Linked DNA regions of Mus musculus: region 2 is linked to region 1. A link is a contact called in public promoter capture Hi-C data. All regions are on one chromosome and are shown on one strand. The core of a region is the stretch at or near the end of the contact, and the rest is flanking DNA. Distances in the headings are between cores, read along the strand shown. Region 1 has its middle 27 kb from the start of BC039771. Region 2 overlaps Rin2 (Ras and Rab interactor 2).

What was found. Capture Hi-C pulls out chosen DNA fragments and counts their contacts.
Region 2: a contact with region 1 is called in a promoter capture Hi-C map of adipose tissue. The contact joins two enhancer-like sites. A contact is called at or near these places in 1 of 484 Hi-C or Micro-C datasets (bone marrow-derived macrophages), 3 of 115 datasets of contacts at active chromatin or transcription factors (embryonic stem cells, stem cell-derived neural progenitor cells and trophoblast stem cells) and 3 of 9 other capture datasets (adipose tissue, liver and pancreatic islet).

The regions. Positions count from the first base shown.
Region 1 is chr2:145,671,638-145,677,462 of GRCm38.p6, forward strand. No RefSeq gene overlaps it. Among named protein-coding and RNA genes, the nearest start is that of BC039771, 27 kb to the right of the region's middle. Within about 2 kb of position 4,329, at least 204 of the 459 cell types and tissues checked have an H3K27ac peak or open chromatin away from gene starts, as enhancers often do. A contact at or near this core is called in adipose tissue, where this site is marked.
Region 2 is chr2:145,798,174-145,803,454 of GRCm38.p6, forward strand. All of the region lies in intron 2 of Rin2 (Ras and Rab interactor 2), which reads left to right. Among named protein-coding and RNA genes, the nearest start is that of Rin2, 15 kb to the left of the region's middle. Within about 2 kb of position 3,343, at least 24 of the 459 cell types and tissues checked have an H3K27ac peak or open chromatin away from gene starts, as enhancers often do. A contact at or near this core is called in adipose tissue, where this site is marked.

The sequences.
Region 1 (5,825 bases), core at 3,079-5,578:
CAAAATAGGACAGACAAATGTTATCAGGTGACTGGAAGCAGGGGCCATGATATGAACTTTGTCCAAGGAGCACCCAAGACAAATATCAAATGCGGCAAAAGGGAAACTATCTTGGTGATTAACTAAATCCACAGTGCACACATGGTAACGCTATGGTACACAAAAATCAAGTATGCATTGTGTAACAAGACATGAAGATGCCAGGATAAAAGTAAAAAAAAAAAAAATGTCAGAACATATTGACCAGAGTTCCAGACATCCTCCTGTCTCTGTCTCCCCAGCATGGGATTCAGGTTCTCATGCTGGAATGGCAAACACTTTACCCACTGAGCTATCTCCCCTGCCCTAGTTTTTGAGACAGGGCCTCGCTATGTAGGCCTGGCTGGCCTTGGACTCTCTCTTAGGCTTGGAAAGCCTGGAACTTGCTATGTAGATCAGGGTAGCTTGGAACTCACACAGACCCAGCTGTCTGCCTCCTACAGGCGGGGATTATAGATGTGGGCCCCAGCGACTGACTCTAACTTGGTTAGTTCAGACTAACTGAAGCAGCTCCTTTCCTCAGTCAATCTCCATCTGTCTCCTGAGGGTGTACAGAGCAAAGAATGAAGAATAAGAATAGTTAGCAAGGTTATATGTCACCCCTTATCATCATAGACAATTAAGCAATTACTCCACCACCATCATCATCATCATCATCATCATCATCATTATTATTATTATTATTATTATTATTATTATTATTATTATTATTCAGCTTAAGCAAACTTTTTCCCTCCAGGCATTTTATGAGCCCATGACGTTCATCTCTACCTGGCCTGTTACACGAGGAAAAGAAACAATGTTGTGGTGTCAGTCTGGATGGCACTTCTGGACCTAAGGCTGCTTGGTCAAGTCAAAGGGAAACCAACATCATTAGAAATGACTTCTTGGCTAGCTGGTTCCCTGCTGACGACCGTGACCTGAGAATATGCATTGAGAGGTGTAGCCACTCCAGTCCACAGGCCACTGGGTGGGAAGTCAAATCTGTCAAACAGGAAGCAAATGCATGAGAAGGACCAAAGCCATCACACTGCACTACCCTGGGGGACTTCCCTTTCTTTCTTTCTTTCTTTCTTTCTTTCTTTCTTTCTTTCTTTCTTTCTTTCTTTCTTTCCTTCCTTCCTTCCTTCCTTCCTTCCTTCCTTCCTTCTTTCTTCCTTCCTTCCTTCCTTTCCTTCTTTCTTTCTTTCTTTCTTAAGATTTATTTTATTTATATGTGTACACTGTAACTGTTTTCAGACACACCAGAAGAGGGCATCAGATCCCTTTACAGATGGTTGTGAGCCACTATATGGTTGCTGGCAATTGAACTCAGGACCTTTGGAAGAGCAGATAGTGCTCCTAACTACTGAGCCATCTCTCCATCCCCCGGGACATCCACTTCTGTCACTTATAACATCCCCTCATACTGTGGACGTGAATCCTAATAACACGGTGTAGTCAGGTGTATGACTAGAGCCTCAGTACTTACACTGGTATTTAGAACGTGACACTGCAGGGAAGTCCTGTGTTCTCTTTTCTCTCTGAAGCTTCAGCAGTTTTGACCCACAAAACTAACTAGTGATAAACACGCTGATAAGAAAATGCATATGAATTTACTAATGTGTAGAAACAGGAACCATCTGCTAAGGGCAAGACTCAAAATAAGGGGGCTGGACAGCGGGAGCTAGAACAGCATTCTTGGCCAGTAGAGATGGAAGCTTGAGTTACTGTAAAGAAGAGAGCTAAAGACACTGAAGGACGTTAGTTTCTCTGTTGGGGAAGTGAAATTCCCCCAAGTGACAGTCACTAGAAAGCTGTTCTAGGCCAGGTGTCACCCTGGTCTCCCTCTTGCAATGAAAAGCTTCTTTGCAACTACTCTATGCCTTCATTACAGGTGTGAGTTACCCACAAAGCATAGCTTTTCAGAGCTATCCCAGGTCTACAGTCCCTTTGAACAGCCATCTTGAAATATGCTAAAGAAGTATATGTTGGCAGTGGTCCATTTAGAATTTCCTCTGTAGGGACTCCACAGATGGATCCCAACTCTGAGACATTTTCCAGATTGAGGGAAGAGTAGGACAAAATGGGCTCCAATTTTCTGAAGAGACTGAAGACAAGGGTGGTCCATGAAGCAGTGTCCAAGGAATTTTGTAGGCAGGTAAGATGAAAGAATCAGAAGAAAAGGGTGAAGGCCAGCACTAACCTGGGGCCCACTGTCTACTAAGGTGCATCCTCTTAGGCTCAATGAGCTGGAGAAAACGAGGGGCAGGAGCACCGTCACTCTGTGTTCACATATCCAGCTTAGGAACTGTCAGTGGTCCCTTCAAAATCGGTGGGATTCCAAGTGCCTCTGCAGGGCTGTGAGCCTGCTCTGTGCCCCCTGGCGCTCTCTGTCTCTCTGTCTGTCTCTCTGTCTCTCTCTAGTTTTCTTCTCTGCTTCTACACTGGGGTTTCCGGCTACAGCAGATGGTGAAATCCACTGCTCAAATCCTCGCGAATTTCTATCTTTCCCCTCAGAGTCTATGCCCCTCCCCCATTCCCCCCAGATACTCTGCTAAACTCCCTCTCTTATTTTCCCAGGACCACCTGCAGGAGGGGTCTTCCACAGCCCAACACGATTTCATTCTATAACCTGGGACACACACACACACACACACACACACACACACACACACACACACACACGAGGGTTCCAGCTATCCTTTTTTTCCTTCATCGCTATCTAGTCTAATGTCCCAGTAATTTGCCTGTGGTGTGCGCTACTTCCCTTCTGCCAGCCCATCCTTATCCCTCTGCATGTCATAGCCACCAGAGGAGGGAAGATGATTTCTTCTCCAATACATCTCAAGCTTAGAACCCAGCCGGATGCATAGCTATTACTAAATTATTAAGCAGGCGATTCGGTACACAAAGAGAAGTGCAGTTGATGGCTTAGGTTTTGCTGGTGCTGGGCTGCTGGTACTGAGTGGTAAGTACTGTTTTGGCTTGTTTTCGCTTTTAATTTAGAAGCCTGCTTTCACAAGCATCTATTCTCTGCCTTAGGTGGGAAGTAAGCACATACAAAGATAAGGTCTCTATTCCTTTTCCAATTCTGGGCAAAACAAGAGTCTCTTTGAACACCCTTAAGACTCTCTTTGTGACACCGGCCACTTAGGTAATTGCTAGCTCAGCTTACAGGGTCTCCGTTTCCCACACCGCTCCTTCCCTTCCTTCCTGCGAAGGTTAGACTTTGGAGAGTAGGGCCAACCCCATCTCCCAGACTGGTGCCCTGCGGCAGCACGCGTACAAACCCCAGCAGCCACGCCATCGCCGACCCCAGGGTGTGGACCGCGCCTCACGCCCCCCCCCACTACTCCCACCCCCTCCACCACCACCCAACTCCCCATCTCCTCGCAGCTGGACTTCTCCAGCCTGCGTGGCCCTTTCCCCGGATCCGAAGTCGGTCTAATGCTTGCACGCATCTGAGGAAGAAAGGAGAAAGGGGAAACCTCCCAGAAACAAACTCTGGCAGTGGAGACAGGCGCAGAGGGAACCGGGTGGATCGGAGGAGGTTCAGGGCGGGTCCAGACAAGTTTGCTCCGGGTTAGGTAAACTTTTCGATTCCCAATCCATACGCCCCAGTTTGAAAGTTCCTGGTAACCCGGCGATTGCCCGAGGGTAGGCGGGACCAGGGGTCGCGCAGGCGCCTTGTTCTTCAACTCCAATCAGCTCGCCCCGACTGGGTCCCAGAGAAGCTGGGAGGGGACCCCAGAGGAGATCTTCAGAGGGGCTGGGCGGAGGCACACAAAGCCTTTCTCTCCTCCCTCCGGCCACGCCCCTTCTCTCCTCGGCCTCTTCTTCCTCCTCCTGGGCGGAGAATTCTAGTCCTACTCGGTCACTGACCTGCCGGTCGCCCCCGCCTCCCAGATCTGCACCAAGGGAGCAAGGTAAGGGGTGGCAGAGGCGGAGACCACACCTCAAGTGGGAGAACCGGGCACCATGCGCGAGGTGCAGTTCCCCACTGCCCTACTGTCGCTTGAGATAAGGAGAGAGCCAACCAGCTAGCGTCCTCAGCGGTCCTAAAGGACCGATAGTGGAAGGAGCAATGGGCAGCCAGGACACCAGGACTTGAGGCAGAGTGACATTCTGGAGTCGGATTCAAGGAAGATCACGGGGTGTCCTCGGCTGACCTTTGCAGAGATTGGGTAGGGGGCAAGCCACCGAGGGTGAGGGCCGGATGATTGGCGGTGCAGGTGCGTGTGCATACGAGCGTACCCAGGAGCTGGGAGGTAGAGAGATCTTTGTTGAGTTCTACCTGCGGCGCCGCCTGCCGTGTGTCAAATGCGCCTGTGCTGGCCAGATCCCAAGAGTCACAGTGCTGAGTTGCAGAGCACACATTGTGATCCGCCACTTTCTCCTTACAGCGAGGCAGAGGGGTCAGCGAACCCCCGGCAGGAGGGTGCTTGGGCTGTTGCAGGCAGTGATTGAGGGCGGTACAGCTATTAGTGCAGGGGTTCTGGATTCCAGCTGGGAAGGGACAGGGCCATTTTCCCCCTTGAAGGCCTATGGGTTTCCCCCTCTGAGCTGTTACTCCTCTCTTAGCCTGGGCTCCCTGGAGCTTGGCGTCCCACACTCATCCTGCGATGGAGGTTCTTCGACGGCTGGAGCATTGCAGGGTTTGCCGAAGTTCAGCCGGAAAGTGATGCTGCCTTGCCAAGAAATACAAGGCAAGGTCGGCCTTTGGGCCTTGAGAGGCGCCTCTCTTCTCAGAGCCCTCAAGTCCCTGGGGGCTTTCCTAGTTCTGCTGCAGAAGCAAAAAAAAAAAAAAAAAGCAGCCTCTGAACACAGTGCAGCCTCACTTTCTTGCAGAGCTTGGACACATTGTGGTTTCTTAGGACCATGGTACATTCACCAACCGGACTTTGTAAATATTGAAGCAAAAATAAACACTTGGCAACACTCAGAAATTAAGATAAATAGTAACCCCAGCACAATGCTTTTTAAAAAGAAACTTGTTTCCAAAGATCTGTGACGAGCAAAATGTCAACATTTTAAATAAACACAGGTGCTGGCTGTTTTGTTGGGGCATTGTTGCTCAGTGGAACCAGAGCCCCCATTTGTCCCTGCTTCGTGGTTTATGAGGGTTGACAATGGCATGCAGCAGATTGGGCAAGCTGGGCTTTCTTCATCATCTTGTTTATTGACTGCAGAGCTTTTATTAACCTTTCCCCTAGTTCAGGCTGGGGAGGATGTTTTGATAAGGGCACAGAGGGGCTCATTTTCCTTCTGGCCTCAGGCTCCCTATGTCTCTGGACTTTCATATCCTTTAGTGCTTTCACCTCCTTAGGGGACATTGGCTTTTAGAGGGGCTGCAAGGAGCCTTTATATTTAGGACTTGGGAAGAAGGGCGTTGACAGGACCTTTAGTTTGGGTTTTTTTTTTCTAGGTCATTGAGGCTGAGGCATGTGATGGAGAAGGACAACCAGCTCCTAGGAATGCCCTCATGTGCATGGGTTCTCTGATTAAGTTCCCTCTAGGGTAGGTGAGTGCTTGTTGAGAGATGACACCCGTGCTGCTTTGAATTCCAATGGACCCAACAGGCTCATGTGTTTAGATGCTTGGTCTCTAGTAGGTGGAACTGTTTAGGAAGGATTAGGAGGAGGTGTGGCCCTGTTGGAGGAGATATGTCACTGGGGACTAGGAGTGGACTTTGAGGCTTCAAAATTCATGCCATTCCCAGTGTGCTCTCTGCTTCCTGTTTGTGGATCAGGATATGAGCTCTCAGCTGCTGTTTCCATCATATCTGCCAGCCTATTACCATGCTC
Region 2 (5,281 bases), core at 2,093-4,592, 130 kb after region 1:
GGCCCGTGGGGATTTTCTCACCTTCCACAATCCCACATCAGCTTTTCCAAAGCCAGAACCCAGTGCTACTTCAATGCCTCAGAGCCGCATGTGGCCTGCTTCATGGGAAGGCCTCAGCCTGGCCCATCATTCCCGACTGCACTGTTTACACCACGCACTCAGAGCCTCAGTTCCTTCAACTCTAAGGTGGGATTGCCAATGGTCTCTGCTCCACAGTGCTTGAGGGGACATGTGACTTGAGTGGGGTAGTGGATCGTGCCTTCTGTACACATAGCCTCACATGAAGGGGCGCTGTTGTCAATTGAAGTTGGGTAACCCAGCTAGCCTCAAACTCTCAGACAGTCTCTTGCCTCAGCCTCCTGAGTACCACACTGATTACAGATGAGAGCAACAACGTCTAGCAATGGTTTACTACTTAGCAGAGAGTTTTTAGGACATGCCTAGTTTTAAATGACTTTTATCTCTGTTGCTTCAAGAAGTGTTTGATGATGATGATGATGAAGACGACGATGATGATGATGATGTTGTTGTTGAGACAGGGCCTTATTTGATGCAGGCTGGCTTTGAACTCAATGTATTTGAGGATGACCTTGAATTGATGTCTTCCTGCTTCCACCTCCGGAGTGCTGAGATTACAGGCCAGAGCTGCCACACCTAGTATATGTGGTGCTGGGGATGAATTCACAGCTTTGTGGTTGTTAGACAAGCACCCTAGAACTGAGCTACATCCTGAGACCTCAAGCAGAGTCTGTTTTTTGTTTGTTTGTTGTGTTGTTGTTGTTGTTGAGATATTTTGATTTGATTTGATTTGTCTCTGAGATAAAGTCTGCCTCAAAAGCCCAAACTAGTTTTGAAATCACTGGGCAGCCCAGGATGGCCTCCCAACATCTGTCAACTTCCTAGGAATGACAATGGAGTGCCACTTTGCCCAGCTCAAGATGTACTATGTAGCCTTCCTGTGTTTGTGACACGGAGTTCCTGAGATGTCCCTAAAGTCAGGACAGTGTAATCCTGTCTCCACCCATCACTTTTGCAGTACTGTGACATCAAGGCTGTGTGAGCGTCAACAGAGAAACACTGTGTCCTCGTCTATGTGGAGGATCTTCTCAAAAGATTTGAATAACAGGGAGAGGTGACTAACACTAACCCTGGGGTAAATGTGTGCTCTGAGGAAAGGCTTATCCCCAGCAGGCAGCCTCATGGCGGCCCAACAGCGGCAGGCAGCCCAGAGACATCTTTATTCACTTGTTTTCCAGTTCAGCCTTCTAGTTGGAATTTTCAAGACAGACTAGAGTGGTGGTAATCCCAGGAGTTGGAAAACTGCCTTCCACTCTGAAATTGTGACTGTGTGCTGCAGATCTACTGTTCTCGTTGGGAAAAGCTGACTCAGGGGACAAACGATGGTAATTGCTTATAGGGGTCTATCTACCCTTGGGGTCTCTGTGACCATCTACTGAGGGCGAGAAAGCCAGTGCACCCCGCACCAGAGCAGTGTGGCTTTGGCTTACCAGTCTCCCATCTTGGATGTCCCCTGCCATGTTTCCCAAGCCCACATTCACCATGCCCTTTTCTGTTCTACCCCTAAGGTCAGGTCAAGTGCTTAGTGACCTCAAACTCGGAGGAGTGTGGGTTCCACTGTCACTATTTATACAGAACTAAACTTTAACTTTTTTTTTTTTTACTCTTTACTTTTGTGTGCATGGATGTGTGGAGACCGGAAGTTGGCATCCAGTGTCTTCTATTGCTTTTCAACATCAGTATCATTATCATCATCATCATCATCATTATTTTGGTTTTTTTTTTTTTTCAAGACAGGATTTTCCTGTGAAGCCTTGGCTGTCCTGGAACTCTCATGCTGACCTCAAACTCACAGAGATTCTCCCACTTCTGCCTCTCAAATGCTGGAATTAAATTCATGCACTATTCTACCTGGCTCAAGTTCATCTTATTTTATTATTTTATTTTTAAAGACAACGTCTCACTATGTAGTCTTGTCTGTCTTTGAACTCACTATGTAGCCCAGGCTAGCCCCAGATTCCTAGAGATCCTCCTGCCTCTGCCTCCAAAAGGCTGGGATTAAATGTGTGCAGCACCATGCCTGGCTCTACCTTTTTTTTGAAATAGGGTCCTAATTGAACCAAATTATCAGACCCATTGGCAGTGAGCCTGACCCCTCACCTGTATCCATCCTCTTCTCTCCAGCTCCCATCACTGGGACTGCAGGTCCCAGCTTCACACCAAGCTTGTGGATGGATGGATGGATGGATGGATGGATGGATGTTGGGGATCTGAGCTCATGGTCACTCAGCCAGCGCTTTACCCACTGAACCACCTTTCCCGTCCACTAAATGAAATTCTACTTCTTCTCAAGTGACGTGAAAGTTAACAATATCCTATAATGGAAAGCCCTTCCTCCCTTTCTGGACTTATTGACAGCTAAATCCTCTGGGTGAGTTCAGTAAATACAGATGGTTTTGCTGGGCGTGGCGGTGCCACATAAAGTAGAGCCAGGCATGGTGGTGCATGCCTTTAGTACCAGTGCTTTGGAGACAGAGGCAGGGGAATCTCTGGGAATCTGAGGCTAGCCTGGGCTACATAGTGAGTTCCAGGACAGCCAAGACTACATAGTAAGACATTGTCTTTTAAAAAAATGGATAAAGTAAATCTAAGTATTTGAGAGGTAGAGGCAGGAATATCAGGATATATATATATATATGAAGGTATGTGTATTTGTGGTACATGTGTGCATGTGAATGTGTATGTGTGCATGTGTATGAGTGTATGTGTTACTGTGTATGTGTGCTTGTGTATGAGTGTGTGTGTTACTGTGTATGTGTGCTTGTGTATGAGTGTGTGTGTTACTGTGTATGTGTGCTTGTGTATGAGTGTGTGTGTTACTGTGTATGTGTATATAATATGTGAATGTAAATGTGTACAGTGGTATATATGTTACATGTGCATGTGTCAGTGTATAAACATGGGGTATACTCACACACACTCCTGTGTGCTGATGCTCCCGCACTCAGTGGCTGTCCCCACCAGTGGCATGGGCTGACTTTAGCTGAGGCCTTGGGCCCACAAAATGCTGGATCTATTTATCATACTAGCTTTCTTCATTTTTCCACCAAACTACCATTGCCTGTTACCCCTTTTACAGGTAAGCAAACAGAGGCATGGGCCAGTTACAGTCTTGCCCCAGGGGTCGCACAGGAACGAGAGCCAGAGAAGACTTCATACCATAGCTATGGGTCCAGATTTCATTAGGGAGCTAAAGGTTAGCCTTTCCTTGGAACAAGAAGTCCTGCCTGTGGCCACTGGCACTGGTCCCCATGCCCAGGAACTGCCAGTCTGAGCAGGAATGGGTGCGGCCCCCAGAGCAGCTGGCTACACTTCCGCTGTGCCAAGGGTACATTATTACAGATTTTGAGGGCAAGGAACAGAACTGACAGAACTTTCCAGAAAAGAGCTCTCCCAACAGGAATGTGCAAAGTGAGTTTTGGAGAGCCATTTGAAATCAAAGAAGGGATTGCCGGCAGCCTGGTGTCATTCCTGGGTGCACTGTTAGAAGTTTTCATTTCCTCAGAGGGGAGTGGTTTTTACTGATAGAGTTTTAAGTTTCGTAAAAGTTGCCATCGTAGCAGGAGGATTCCTGTAAAGCCATTCATTACCCTCGTTCCAGCTCCCTAATCACTTACACGTGTCCCCACTTGCTCTCTCACTGTCTCTCTTCCTAAGTCCACAAGACTGCATTGGTGCCAGTGTGCATGAGTGTGTGTGTGTGTGTGTGTGTGATTTCCTCTTTCTATAGGAGTTATAGTCACAAGTAGCATATTTTCTGGGTCACTTGAGAGTATACTGGAAGAACCCCCTAAGTATGTACCCCTAAATCCTGAGAACATTGATAGCTATCTATTCATCTCTCCTCTCTCTCTCTCTCTCTCTCTCTCTCTCTCTTCTCTCTCTCTCTCTCTCTCTCTCTCTCTCTCTCTCGTATTTTGAGGCAAGGTGTCGCTGTGAACCTAGGCTGGCCTTGGACTCAAAGTCAAATGCCCTGCTTCTAGATTTCTGGGAACACAGGTTTATGCCATCACATTTGGCTATAAATTTTGTTATTTCAGCACAGTCCACGATGAAAACCAAAAAACGTAAACGTTGACCTGAGAATCTTCTGTAGCCCATTCCCTGGGTTTGTTGATGGCTCAGCTATGTCCTTTAAGGAACTTCTTTTCCCACCTTCCTAGATCCAGTCAGGATCTCCCATTGTCACAAGTCTTTAGTCTCCAAATGATTCTGCTGCATTTGTCCTGACAATTCCATGTTTCATTTCCTCCTGAAATGCCATGCGTCATAGGGAGGACTCCCATCAGTGTTCAGTCTAATGAATTTTCACCAAGTCCATATACTTGGTACTGATTTTAAATGGTGCTTATGTGTGAAGCCAAGAAATAATGCTGTGACTATAAGAATGGCTGATTCTCATGAGTGAGTCCAAGATCTGGGGGCATGGCTCAGTGTCAGCACACTTCCCAGTATGTGCAAGGCCCAGGGTTCCATCTCCTATGTCACCAGCATGCTGGGTAATCTTCAGTGTCAACATGACTGGATTTAGAATCATTAGGAGACTGAAGCACGCCTGTCTATGAAGGCATTTCCAGAGCATGAACTCTAGTGGGAAGGTCTAACTTAGCAATGAGTGGCACCACTCCATGGACTGGGTGGGCTGGAAGCACAGGTCGATTGAAAATAGGACAAGGGATAACTGAACACAGGCCTCCACTTCCACCAGTCCATGCCTGCTTCCTGCTTCCTAGTTTGTCCTGATGTGAATGGCTGTCTCCACCATGCCTTTCCAACAGTCTGACCTCTCCAGAACTGTGAGTCACAACTAATCCTTCCTTCTACAAAGTGTTTCTTTCAAGCATTTTGATCACAGTGGTAATAGAATAATCAATACAACTGAAAACTAAACAAACAAACAAACAAACAAACAAACAAAAATCTCACGAATGAGCCCAGTATCTGGATGTGCAGTAAGCCATGGCCTTGGGACCACACAAGAGAAGTAGACCATGAGCCGGGCGTGGTAGTGCACGCCTTTAATCCCAGAACTCGGGAGGCAGAGGCAGGTGAATCTCTGAGTTCGAGGCCAGTCTGGTCTTCAAAGTGAGTTCCAGGACAGCCAGGGCTACAGAGACAAACCCTGTCTCAAAAAAAAAAAAAAAAAAAAGAGAAGTAGACCATAGCTCCCATTGAAGGACTCCAAGGTCTTCCTTTGCTTGTA